4 separate regions of the Mus musculus genome follow, and regions 2, 3 and 4 are each linked to region 1. The links are chromatin contacts, called in public HiChIP or PLAC-seq maps. All regions are on one chromosome and are shown on one strand. The core of a region is the stretch at or near the end of the contact, and the rest is flanking DNA. Distances in the headings are between cores, read along the strand shown.

What was found. HiChIP or PLAC-seq counts read pairs in DNA pulled down with a chosen protein or histone mark.
Region 2: an H3K27ac HiChIP or PLAC-seq map of embryonic stem cells shows a contact between it and region 1, with 6 read pairs. The contact joins the enhancer-like site here to the promoter of Hexb in region 1. A contact is called at or near these places in 8 of 115 datasets of contacts at active chromatin or transcription factors (embryonic stem cells, kidney, microglia and 1 more) and 3 of 9 other capture datasets (embryonic stem cells, liver and macrophages).
Region 3: an H3K27ac HiChIP or PLAC-seq map of microglia shows a contact between it and region 1, with 7 times the contacts expected there. The contact joins the enhancer-like site here to the promoter of Hexb in region 1. A contact is called at or near these places in 5 of 115 datasets of contacts at active chromatin or transcription factors (bone marrow-derived macrophages, embryonic stem cells and microglia) and 4 of 9 other capture datasets (adipose tissue, embryonic stem cells, liver and 1 more).
Region 4: an H3K4me3 HiChIP or PLAC-seq map of bone marrow-derived macrophages shows a contact between it and region 1, with 3 times the contacts expected there. The contact joins the enhancer-like site here to the promoter of Hexb in region 1. A contact is called at or near these places in 5 of 115 datasets of contacts at active chromatin or transcription factors (bone marrow-derived macrophages, embryonic stem cells, kidney and 1 more) and 3 of 9 other capture datasets (adipose tissue, liver and macrophages).

The regions. Positions count from the first base shown.
Region 1 is chr13:97,196,919-97,199,701 of GRCm38.p6, reverse strand. Hexb (hexosaminidase B) reads left to right here and starts at 1,345. Exons shown (of 14, transcript NM_010422.2): 1 at 1,345-1,676. The coding sequence starts at 1,441.
Region 2 is chr13:97,600,090-97,602,872 of GRCm38.p6, reverse strand. Gm34087 (a long non-coding RNA gene) reads left to right here. Exons shown (of 5, transcript XR_873831.2): 5 at 185-263. Among named protein-coding and RNA genes, the nearest start is that of Gm34087, 21 kb to the left of the region's middle. Within about 2 kb of position 1,347, at least 9 of the 459 cell types and tissues checked have an H3K27ac peak or open chromatin away from gene starts, as enhancers often do. A contact at or near this core is called in embryonic stem cells, where this site is marked.
Region 3 is chr13:97,566,402-97,569,184 of GRCm38.p6, reverse strand. All of the region lies in intron 2 of Gm5086 (predicted gene 5086), which reads right to left. Among named protein-coding and RNA genes, the nearest start is that of Gm5086, 7.8 kb to the right of the region's middle. Within about 2 kb of position 1,339, at least 21 of the 459 cell types and tissues checked have an H3K27ac peak or open chromatin away from gene starts, as enhancers often do. A contact at or near this core is called in adipose tissue, bone marrow-derived macrophages and microglia, where this site is marked.
Region 4 is chr13:97,544,915-97,547,697 of GRCm38.p6, reverse strand. No RefSeq gene overlaps it. Among named protein-coding and RNA genes, the nearest start is that of Gm41029, 7.6 kb to the right of the region's middle. Within about 2 kb of position 1,362, at least 102 of the 459 cell types and tissues checked have an H3K27ac peak or open chromatin away from gene starts, as enhancers often do. A contact at or near this core is called in adipose tissue, bone marrow-derived macrophages, liver and 2 more, where this site is marked.

The DNA of each region.
Region 1 (2,783 bases), core at 96-2,595:
TTTTTTAAAAAAATTTTTTTTTCCTGTGTGTGTATTAGTCAGGGTTCTTTAGAGTCACAGAACTTATAGAATGTCTCCAAATATTAAGGGAATTTACTGTGATGACTTACAGCCTGTAGTCCAACTAACCCAACAATGGTCAGCTGTGAATAGGAAGTCCAAGAGTCTAGTAGCTGCTCAGGCCCACGAGGCTCATTGTTTCAGCTGGTCTTCTGCAGAAGTAGGTTCTAACAGATGTGTTGGCAACTAAGTGCAAGCAGGCGAAGAATGAATCCTCCTTCTTCCAAAGTCCTTATGTAGGCCTCAGCAGAAGGTGTGGCCCAGATTATAAGGTAAATACCAACAGGCTTGGATCTGGGACTTGCTTTGTTCCAGGCTGACCTTGAACTCAAAGCTCTCCTTGCCTCATTCTCCTGGGATTAAAGGTGTGTCCTACCTAGCCTGGGCCTAAGCTTTTCATGGCCACTATGTCTCAAGATCTCTGTGTCAAGATCTAGGTCAGAATCTTGTGTCTCCCAGCCTCAAGATCTGGATCACAGGTGAGCCCTCTAATTCTAGATTGTAGTTCATTCCAGATATAGACAAGATGACAACCGGGAATAGCCCCCACAATGTGTATGGGTGTTTTATCTGTATGTACATCTGTGTACCACATGCGTGCCTGGTAACCTCAGAGGCCAGAAGGGTGAAGTATTCCCTGGGACTGGAGTTATTGGCAGTTGTGAGCCACCAAGTGGGTGCTGGAAATTGACCCCCCCCCCCGGTTCTTTTTGAGAACAGAGTTCTTAACTGCTGAGCCATCTCTCCAGCAATCTTCTAGCATCTATTTACTTACTAAGTTGCCTTCCTGTGATTAGACATACTGTAATCTCTGATTACACATATGCACGTTCGCCCTAGCTAATCGTTATAAAGGTCCTTGGAAAACTATACATCGACATTAATCTCCACTACAGAAATATTCTCTTTGTATCACTTTAATATTTATGTAGTCCATCGCGTCTATCCCAAGTTTTAAATGCTCCCCCTATCTATTTTTTTTTCCATGCATAAATTTTAACCTCCCATTACTTCCAAAGTCAACTCCTGGGAATTCTGACTCGGGAGGTTTTATCAATCAGAGTCCACCACCGTCAGATTTAGTGACAAAAACACTACCTGAAGAGTGGAGGAAGAGACAGGTCTTGCCTGTCAGTGGGCTGCACAAACAAGTTCCTCAGGCGTGACAGGCGTGAGCCACACCCCAGCATCCCGGCTAGAGCGCGACCGCCTCTGCACCGAGCCTGCCCCCAATTTCCGGGCCAATCCCCTCTCGGAGGCGGAGCCCGGGCGGGGAGCTCGGTCATCTGACTTGGTGACCCGGGCACGGATGCTTTCTTCCCAGCGACCCAGACTGGAAGGTTGGTCCAAAGACTGCCTAGCCAGACTCGCGGAGCAGTCATGCCGCAGTCCCCGCGTAGCGCCCCCGGGCTGCTGCTGCTGCAGGCGCTGGTGTCGCTAGTGTCGCTGGCCCTAGTGGCCCCGGCCCGACTGCAACCTGCGCTATGGCCCTTCCCGCGCTCGGTGCAGATGTTCCCGCGGCTGTTGTACATCTCCGCGGAGGACTTCAGCATCGACCACAGTCCCAATTCCACAGCGGGCCCTTCCTGCTCGCTGCTACAGGAGGCGTTTCGGCGGTGAGCAGCCCCACCCAGCGGGGAGGGGACCTTGGGCACAGAGAAGGATCGCCGGGCTACTTGGGTCTCACAGGACTGGAAGACAGCATGACTAGCCAGTCTAACTTAGGTCCAAACTTTGCAGACTGAAGCCCAAGACTTGACCTGTTCATGCTTCTTCTTTCGCGCCCTAGGTGCTCAGGGACCCTACTTAGGATGGGTTCCGAATAACAACGGCCGGGCGTGGTGGCGCACGCCTTTAATCCCAGCACTCGGGAGGCAGAGGCAGGTGGATTTCTGAGTTCGAGGCCAACCTGGTCTACAGAGTGAGTTCCAGGACAGCCAGGGCTATACAGAGAAACCCTGTCTCCAAAAACCAAAACAAAACAGAATAACAATGGAACCCGTGACTCTGCTGGAGTCAGTTTGTTGGGCCTCAGATGGGCAGTTGAGATGACTCCAAAGATAGGGAGGGAACAAGGTCCTAGCCTGCAGAGTGAACCTCCTCTGAGTGCATCCTTAGATACGGATCTTTTAAGGGCCCTAGGTATCCCCAGTGTCGCTTTCAGCTCCGTATGTGGCAACAATTCAGATATCTTTAGTCTCTTCAGTTTTTTTTTCGTTAAGTGTATATGACTGCATGAATTTATGTGTACCGCATGTGTGGAGATACCTGCAGATGCCCAGGGCATGAAATTTTGGAGTGAGCCCCTAATGCGGGTGCTGAGAGCCGAACCTGGGTCCTCTGTAAGAGAGTAAGAGTTCTAAACCTCTGAGCTCTGGGGTGGTAGTCAGGGGAATGGGGGAAACCTTAAGTTGAAACTTTATAGGAGACCTCCCCCTTCCGAGCTATGTTCCATACCTAATAATGTTAGGTATTCAAATGTTAGTCTTTCCAAATGGCCTTTCAAGTGGCTCTTAAGTAACATCTGCTTTTCTTCTTGTTTTCCCAACACTTGGCAGTAGTTGCTCTGTCTTCCTCTCTAATAGGTTTCCTAAAAACCCTTGCCTCATTTAGCACTTAACTGTCAAGCCGGGCATTCTCTGGGCACAGAGTGCCAGCCATAGGTAGGCACCCTTGCCAAGAACAGGGGCTGTGCTAACCTTATTGGTTGCAGGGTAGATTGT
Region 2 (2,783 bases), core at 98-2,597, 400 kb before region 1:
TCCCCTTCCCACACCCCCAAATAAACTCTATTGTATACTAAACCCATTATATGACTGGTACGATGCTTCAGCATGGGCCCACTGAGTTACCTCCTCCCACGGCACCATACTGTGCCCTACAGAACATATTCTTGGTTTTATAAAACACATCAATACCCATCAATTATCTCTTTCTTTTTTTCAGATGTGGTGAGATAATACAAATGGATGGATAGCATGATTCTTCAGTCCTCATGTGTAAATAAATTCTAGTATAGCTGCCACTGTTGTGCAGATTGGGACTGGGCACGATCAGCGTTATGATGGGAGTAAACACAAAAAAGGTGAAACCCCTTCCCGTGCTCTGTTCTTCCATCTCCAGCCCCAAAGGGTCATGGAGTCTGCCTCCGTCCAGCTGAATGGCAGCATCCTTCCATGGGTAAGGGCTTCCTGGAACATTTGCTGACCCTCTGGGACATGTCTGACCCTCTGCTCCCTGCTCAGGACTTTGGGGACAGAACACATGTGTCTATTTCTTTCTTGATTCTGCGTCTATTTTTAGAGTCCTAGATAACTACCAAAGTGCAGTTTTGTGCCTCCCTCCCTCCTATCACCTGCTCTTGTGTTTTGTGGCACAAAGGATGCACTATAGGCTCAAGCAAGCTCCACCCCCACCCCTGAGGACAGAAGGCATAGGGAAACACGTCAAAGCACAACAAGTGACCATGGCTGCACCTTACTTGAAGGGAGTTCCCAAGGAGAATCATTTGCCCAGCCAAGGACTCTCTGGACTCACCAGAACACTTTTTATTTAGCGCAGTGAGACCAGGTACCGGTATCCTTCAAAAGCTCCTTAGACATTCTGAAATTCAGAAAGACCCAAAAGAATCAAATGAGCACCCACTTTCTGGAACTCCAGGCTTGCCTCATTGCAGGACTAAGACCAGGAATCCAGCTGAGTCTGACTTGCAGCCACAAGGGACTTTTCCCAGTGTGATGCCCTTAGTTAAGGAGGTGGGGCAGAGGGGTTGAAGGGGAGGGTATCAGGACCACAACAAATGGAGAAAGGAGAGAATTTCTTTGGTAATAAGGCTGGCCCCACCATTCTCGGGCTCCCAAGTGACCTGGACCTTCAGGGGTGCCTATAAATCAGATTGTATAAGCCAGGGCTTGCTTGTGTGTTATACATTACCATAATTTTTTTTTATTTTAGTAAAAAAAACTCTGGCTTTTTTTTTTCAAGTCACAGGACTCCAGCCCTCCTGGCAGGTCCTAAGTGAAACAAATTACTTCTAGAGAGTAAGCTCTATACCCTGGCCTCCTCCCTCATTGAACCCGCAGCTGCCTCTTTGTAAGCCTAAGACTATTGTAAGCTATTGCCCTAGGGGCAACCAAGGGGCTGTGTCTCCCTGCAGGTGTGCCAGGAAGACAGCGGGAGTCTGTAGGAAGCAGAGGTTGGTTGGACCTAGAAGCTGATTCAAGCTACATTATTACAAAAAGTTATTAAGCGATATTCAGTTACAGGATCCTGGGCTAAACAAAGAATGAGGCCCGGGGCAGCCAAAAACCATATGGACCTGGAGGTTGCACACACCTGCATGGGAGCGGGCAGGCCCAGTTAGAAGCCGTCATCAATTCTAGGAAAGCCATAAAGTTTGGACTTGCTTCATGGCACTTTCTAATTAACTGTGTGGTGAGTTTTCTCCACTTTCCTATAAAAGCCGGTGCCCCTCCTCCACCCCTCTCTCTACCTTGTCTCTCTCCCTCATGTCCCAAGACACCTGGGGAAAAGTTTCCCAGGGAAGCTCTCCAGTGGGCCTCAGACCATGGAAGACACTCTAAGCAGGAAGATGGCACTCGTTCTTGTGTGGAGAGAAAAAAAAGAATAGAACAGGCTCTTTGAAAGGCTCTCAAGAGAATCATCCAAAACAAGGAGCCAGCACGGCCTCCCTTAAAGAAGAGGGAGAAGCTACAAGTCACTTGAGCTGATGAAGGGAAGAACATTGGTTTAGCCAATTCTACTTACCCAACAGACTGGATAAACAGAAAGGAGAAAGATGAGTCTTAATTCTGCGGTGATATGCAAGAAGATATAGCATCTAGTGTTTAGGTTCTTTGCAAAGCAGATGCCTTGGTGGATGTCTGCTATAATTTTCATACTGGTAAATCCGTGTGCTCGTGTGACTCTGAGCACCCTACGGTGGCAAAATCCCAAGGCAGCTTAGTCTCCAGGGCTTTCTGGAGAATTGTGTTGATGCATTTAGAACATCTGCATAATGCACACTTACACTATGGACCACGAAGTCACATTCAGAAGGCAGAACTCATCTCTCACCATTGCTCATCTGCAAAAAGAGGAGGAAAAATGCAAAGTATTTCTGATGAGGCAGAGGTTTCCCTTGGCCTCTTACCTGGCTGGGCTGACGATTTCTCCATCTGGTGCTGACAGCAACTTTGGCTGGTGCTGAGGTGGGGCCTGGCCCGGCTTGCTCCCTTTGACCTCCACAGTGCAAATCTCTTGAAACGATAAAGGAGCCGAGTGTGAGGCAAGGCCTCGAGCCTGGGCGGATGAATGTGCCCTACAGCTTCTCGGAGCACAGCAGGGAGATGTCTGAACAAAGCATGGAGACCTGCACTGAGGCCCTGGTGGGCTGTTCCAAGACTGCACTCCAGGATCCACCTAGACCTAGCCATTTGGTCCTGGCTATTGAAACAGAAAGGCCTATTGCTCCAGGCCATGCTGTGCTTTTGCAAAAGAGTTGCCTTGTGAGAACTCAGAATATTACTATTGGTCAGCTTGTAGA
Region 3 (2,783 bases), core at 90-2,589, 370 kb before region 1:
CAGCTGTTCTCACACTCGGAGATGTAATGGCCATGCTTATCTCCACGTTCAGCACTTGCCAAGCTTCAGTGTCCACACAAGTTACCTGGGACCACGTTAAGATATAGATCCATTTACCGAAATCTTAGTTGGATCTACATGACTTCAGGCCAGGCTGCTCTACTGGTCCCTGATCTCCATGTAGAATCGTTGGATTCTAGGGGCCTTCTGTGGAAATAAGCCCATGTTTATGCTACTGGGTTCTGTCCAAAGACCAGATGGATACCACTCTCTCTTCCTCATCCAACCTCTCTCCTGTATCCCTCCTCTTTTTCTCTTTCAAGTAAACTCACACAGTTAGATCCTGGAGGCTACCCAAACTTTGGCCCATCAGGTCCAGAAGTTTCTATATAGTTCCTGCATCACCCCTACAGATGTCCTGTTCCTATAGCCCTGCCTTCCCTGGCAGGACTGATCATTTCTTCCCACTCTGGCTAAGCAGTCTAGTCATCTCTTTGTCCAGTTCCGGCTCATCATTAGAGCCCCTCATCTTTATAAGTGTCACCATTCCAGAAGTTGACACTCTTAATACAAGACTGCTGTCCCTCTATTGGGATTCAGTGACCAGTTCGTGGGAAAAATATTCTCCCAGCTAGGAAAATACCCTTCCAAGCAATATCACCCACACAAATCTTGTCTATGTTTCTGATTCTCTCTTCTGTGAGACAGATTCTTAGAATTCCAACTAACTAGAAGAAAAGCTCTGAAAGCATTGGGCTCACAATTAGAATCACCTCCCATCCCTCTTTAATGGAGCCACACTCACTAATGCTAGGCTCTTGTGGCAGATTTTGATGGACTTAGGAATATAAAGATACTTCCTGTTCACCCACAGTTCCCAAGCAAGCTCTCCCATGAAGGTTAAAATCCACCCCCACTCTACTTTGTGATCACAGATGAGAAAATACAAAGGCTTCTAACACCTGCTGTAGGAAATAAGCCATTACTAGGATATAGAAAGTTTCTAACTCTGGGATTTTCCTCTACTTACAGACCTCTCACTGAGGGGCTGGAGAGATGGCTCAGCAGTTAAGAGCACTGGCTGATCTTCCAGAGGTCCTGAGTTCAAGTCCCAGGAACCACATAGTGGCTTACTACCATCTGTAATGGGATCTGATGCCCTCTCCTGTTGTGTCTGAAGACAGCTACAGTGTACTCATATAAATAAATAAAATAAATAAATCTTAAAAACAAAACAAAACAAAAAAAGCCTTCTCTCCGAATCAGCCTAATGATAGGAAACTTGGGTTCTGGTGTGTGAAGACAGTGTGGTCACAGAAAGGTCAGAGGCTGTGAAAAGGGGAAGATTCTGAAGCAGGAGTCTTATTGCTCAAGACTCAGCTCTCTGTGCCATGGTCTGAGGTGCCAAAGGTATCATTCTGTGATGAACAAAAACAAGAGTGGCTGACAGGGCCCAACACCCACTTAATCCGCCATGTAATTCTGCCTCTTTAAATCAGGTGACAGTTAAAGTGTCTGCAGGTTTCTTACTCAAAAACTCTACCTCGACTTCCCCTAGCTATTCCAAATCCAGTTTGTTGGGGATTACTGTGCCAACTAGCCAATCCGGGAATTTCCCAGAGTCTTGGAGAATTGTCCCATGCAGAACTACTACTGCCTGTGTTACTCATTATAAAGCCTGGTACGTGAGTGAACCAGCCCTGTCCAGTCTTAATAAATACTTGTGCTTCATCCGAAGTAAATTGTTCCAAGAAGCATGCACAAAAGAATGATTAATAAAATTCAGGGAATCAGCATAGCACTGGGGGCCTCACAATTTACAGTCTCTTCAGAGAAGGGAACACAGTGAGGCTGGCGAGGGAGTCATCTCCCTCAGAGGTGGCCTATAGGTCCCTCCAGTCCTTATCTTGACACCCACCTGTCCTGTCTTGGCCTACAGTGGGTGATGTTTTCTGGTTTAAAAGACGGGAGGAAAAAGACTGAGGTTGAGCTTTCTGCAGAGTTGGGCTAGCGTCTGCTACAGCCCACAACAGGGCTACCGCTGGCTCCAGGACATATGCCAGTGTTGGTTTAGTTTGTTTGCTTGTTTGTTTTGGCTTTTGTTTGTGTGTGGGGGGGAGTATAAGTGGTTCTTAGGAGGCCTGGCACTGCATGCATGTGATACCCTCCCTCCAGACAAGCCGTGTCCATTCACAAGCGCCTATCGTATCTCTCCTCCCTTCTATTCCCGTTTACCAAGTTTACCAAGTTTAACAGTTTACCAAGGTTGTTGTAGGTTGGTACCCTGACATGCTTAGCTAACTGCCATACTACCATCCTACCTCTGTGAGGTGTCCTTTCATTAGAGTCACCAAGTTAACCCCATCTGGGATCAGTTGTAACCTGCCCGGCCGGCCCCTGACTCATACACTCGCTAAACCTTGACCCCCTCCCTTGTAAAACAGCGATGACAGGTAAAGCTTCATAGCAAAACACCAAGGGCTTGTGATGCAGAAGGTAGCTCAGATATGCACATAGGATGCTTCCTGGCTGTGCAAAGGGACCTGCGTTCCTGTTGCTGCTTTATTAACATTAATGGTCAGCAATGGAGGGGTTAACAGTCTAGGTCTGTTTGTTTATAAAAATTCATGTGTTTCCCACCAGCCTGAACTTAATTCTTTAGGGGGAAAGAAAAAAAAATATCAGACATTTCCCAGCCCATCTTGGAAATATCATATTTAGACTGTCACATGAATTAAATCATCCCTTAAGCAAGGCTCCAGCTCAACAGATTTGTCAGTGAA
Region 4 (2,783 bases), core at 113-2,612, 350 kb before region 1:
TCCCTCACATGGTCTCCACTATTTGATACAGGGTTTCTCATTAGCCTGGAGTCCCCATGTCATCTAGACCTCATGGCCATTGAGCCCCTAGGAAATCTGTCTGCTCTATTGACCCCGGTACAGGAATCACAAGTATGCACTACCATGTAGCTCTTTAACATGGGTACTAAGAGTCAAACTCAGATATTCAAGCGTGTACCCTACTGACTGAGCGGCTGTCCCAGCCCACCTCCTTTTTTGTTTTGCTTTGACTCCTATTCACAGAAAAGAAAAGCCTGACGCCAGAATAGGGTGATGCTGGTGGGGTACTGGAAGAGGACCCAGATGAGGACTCATGAGTCCTGATGCATACCCAAACTTGATGTTAGCACCTATACAAAAAACAAGGCAGGAAAAGTCTATTATTAAAAGGGCTACTGGGCATGAGGCCATGGGTCAGTCTCCAAGCAAGCCTCTGCTGTTTATCATCCCAGGCCACGAATTAGAAAGTGTGATAAAACCCTTTGTTACCAGGCAGAGAGGCTAGGCAAGGACGGAAATAATCAGTTGCCATCTGGGCCTGTCATGACCTAGGGACTTTGATCCCAATCAGTGTGTTTTCTACAGCTTGTGGTGTCTCCACATAGTAAGGCTCACAAAGATTATGAACTCACCGGTGTTCGTCTCTATTTCATATAAAAGCACAACACAATTCAGTAGCTAACCCCCACTCCCCAGTCCCAGTCAGTTGCTTTGCTTTTGTCTTTTAGACAGTGTCTCGAGATCTAACGGTGGCTGGCATGGGATTCATTATCTAAACTGAAACTCAGGGAGACCGAGCTGCCTCTGCCTCCTGAGTTCTGGGATTAAAGGTGTGTTTCACCACACCCAGACCAACATCGGCCACCCCACCCCACCCTCCCTAGCACCAATCTCACAAGTGCATGGATTTCAAACACTGCCACCACACTTGGTTTTCTTCCTATTTCAAAACAGCGTTTGGGTCAAGCATAGATGAATCAAATCAAAGAAAGAATAATAGTTTCAGGCTAGTTACTCCATGTCCCCAAATGAACAACTAATATTGCTACTGTCTGCAAAAACATGATCTAAACAAATAACAACAGTTTTTTAAAATCCCCACGGTTATCCAGTATGCACACAGAACACATTAGTTTCTGGCAATATCTCCAGGAATTAATTGAGTATAAAATACCATGCAGAAATGGGGGTACTCTAGTGGAAATGAAGAAGGGTAATGGTTTTACAGAATACAGAGTCAAGCCTTACATCTCATGCCCTTCCCTTGGTTCCCTCCCTCCCATGCCTCCTCCTTCCACAGAGACAGCAGGGCACAAGGAGGAAGTTGCCAAGATTTTTAAACAGAGAGCATGATTTACAGATGAATCACGGCCATGTGGCCTACTGCTCTGTCAGAACTCAGGAGGGAGTCGCTCTCGGGTGGTAATGGCCTCATTACGAATGTTATGGAGGCGGCAGTGCGTCTTCTCTGAAAGATAAAGCAGTATTACCCACACTTCACAGGGCAAATTAAATTCCTTTGAGTTATTTACCAACTTGAAGTCGGTGTTGTTCTCTATGAGCAGAAGTTTCAAAGGAAGATTATGCTAATACCTCAACAGAGTGGCTCTCTCGTCTAGCAGGGTGTCTCCTAATAAGATGCCCATCTGCTGCCATACCTTCTGCTTGGCTGGCCGGTTGATCTGATGGCCTTTGGTTTTGTGTGCTCTCTTTGGGAAGAAGAAAGCATTATTGTCAGCTTTAGACCTACCAAACTGTACAAAATCTTGGAATTTCTGGCCCAGATCTTATTAACTGAGTACCTACTATGTGCCTGGCTCTATCTTTAGTCAATCTATATATGATAACCTCATTTGAAGCCAAAAACCATCTCATGAGGTAGAAATAGTCCACACTATATAAGCAGCTATACCACAAAATGAGAATTCCTACCCAGGTCAAGTGATAGTAAATGATAAAAAAATGTGAGCCAGATGTGGTACTGCAGACCCATAATCCCAGTACCCAAAAGGCTGAGGCAAGAGGATAGTAAGACCAATCTGAGCTATAAATCAAGAGTTCATCCAGTGGAATGGGTGAGATGCAGGGGAAAGAAAAGGGGAGACTATGAACCCAGCTTTCCTCAATAGCGTCAGAACCAGGAAGGAGCAGCCATACCGTCTGTGATCTGTAGCCACATAAACTTGTCTTCAAATATGCAAAGTGTGAAGCCAGCATCTGCTCAGGATGCTCACAGAGCCGTTGTTGTCCTTCCCATCACTGCTCCTCTCAGAAGCCTCCTTTCCTTCTCCGCACATGACAAAACCTACAACTGAACATCAGGTCATATACAATGGCCAGTAGTCAAGGTCCAGTTGGCCTTCTGTATCTGCAGATTCAACCAGCAGTGGATCAAAAATGCACAGAAAAAAAAAATGGCTTGTGCTGGCCGTGTTCAGACTCTATTATTCCCTAAGTTATGCAGCAGTTATTTACATAACCTTTATGTTGTACTTGGTTTTATATGTAATCTAGATGTGATTTACAGTGTGTGAGAGGGAATATATGGATGATATGCAAATGCTAGATCATATACTCACCTAAAGCACCTGAGCGTTTTGGTATCTGCAGGGGTCCTAGAACCAATCCTAAACCCATTACTAAAGAATGACTGCTGTCTTAGTTAGGGTTTCTATCACTGTGGTAAAACACCACGGCCAAAAGGAATTAGCGGAGTTCATTTCAGCTTACAGCTCTACATCACAGTCTATCACCTAAGGAAC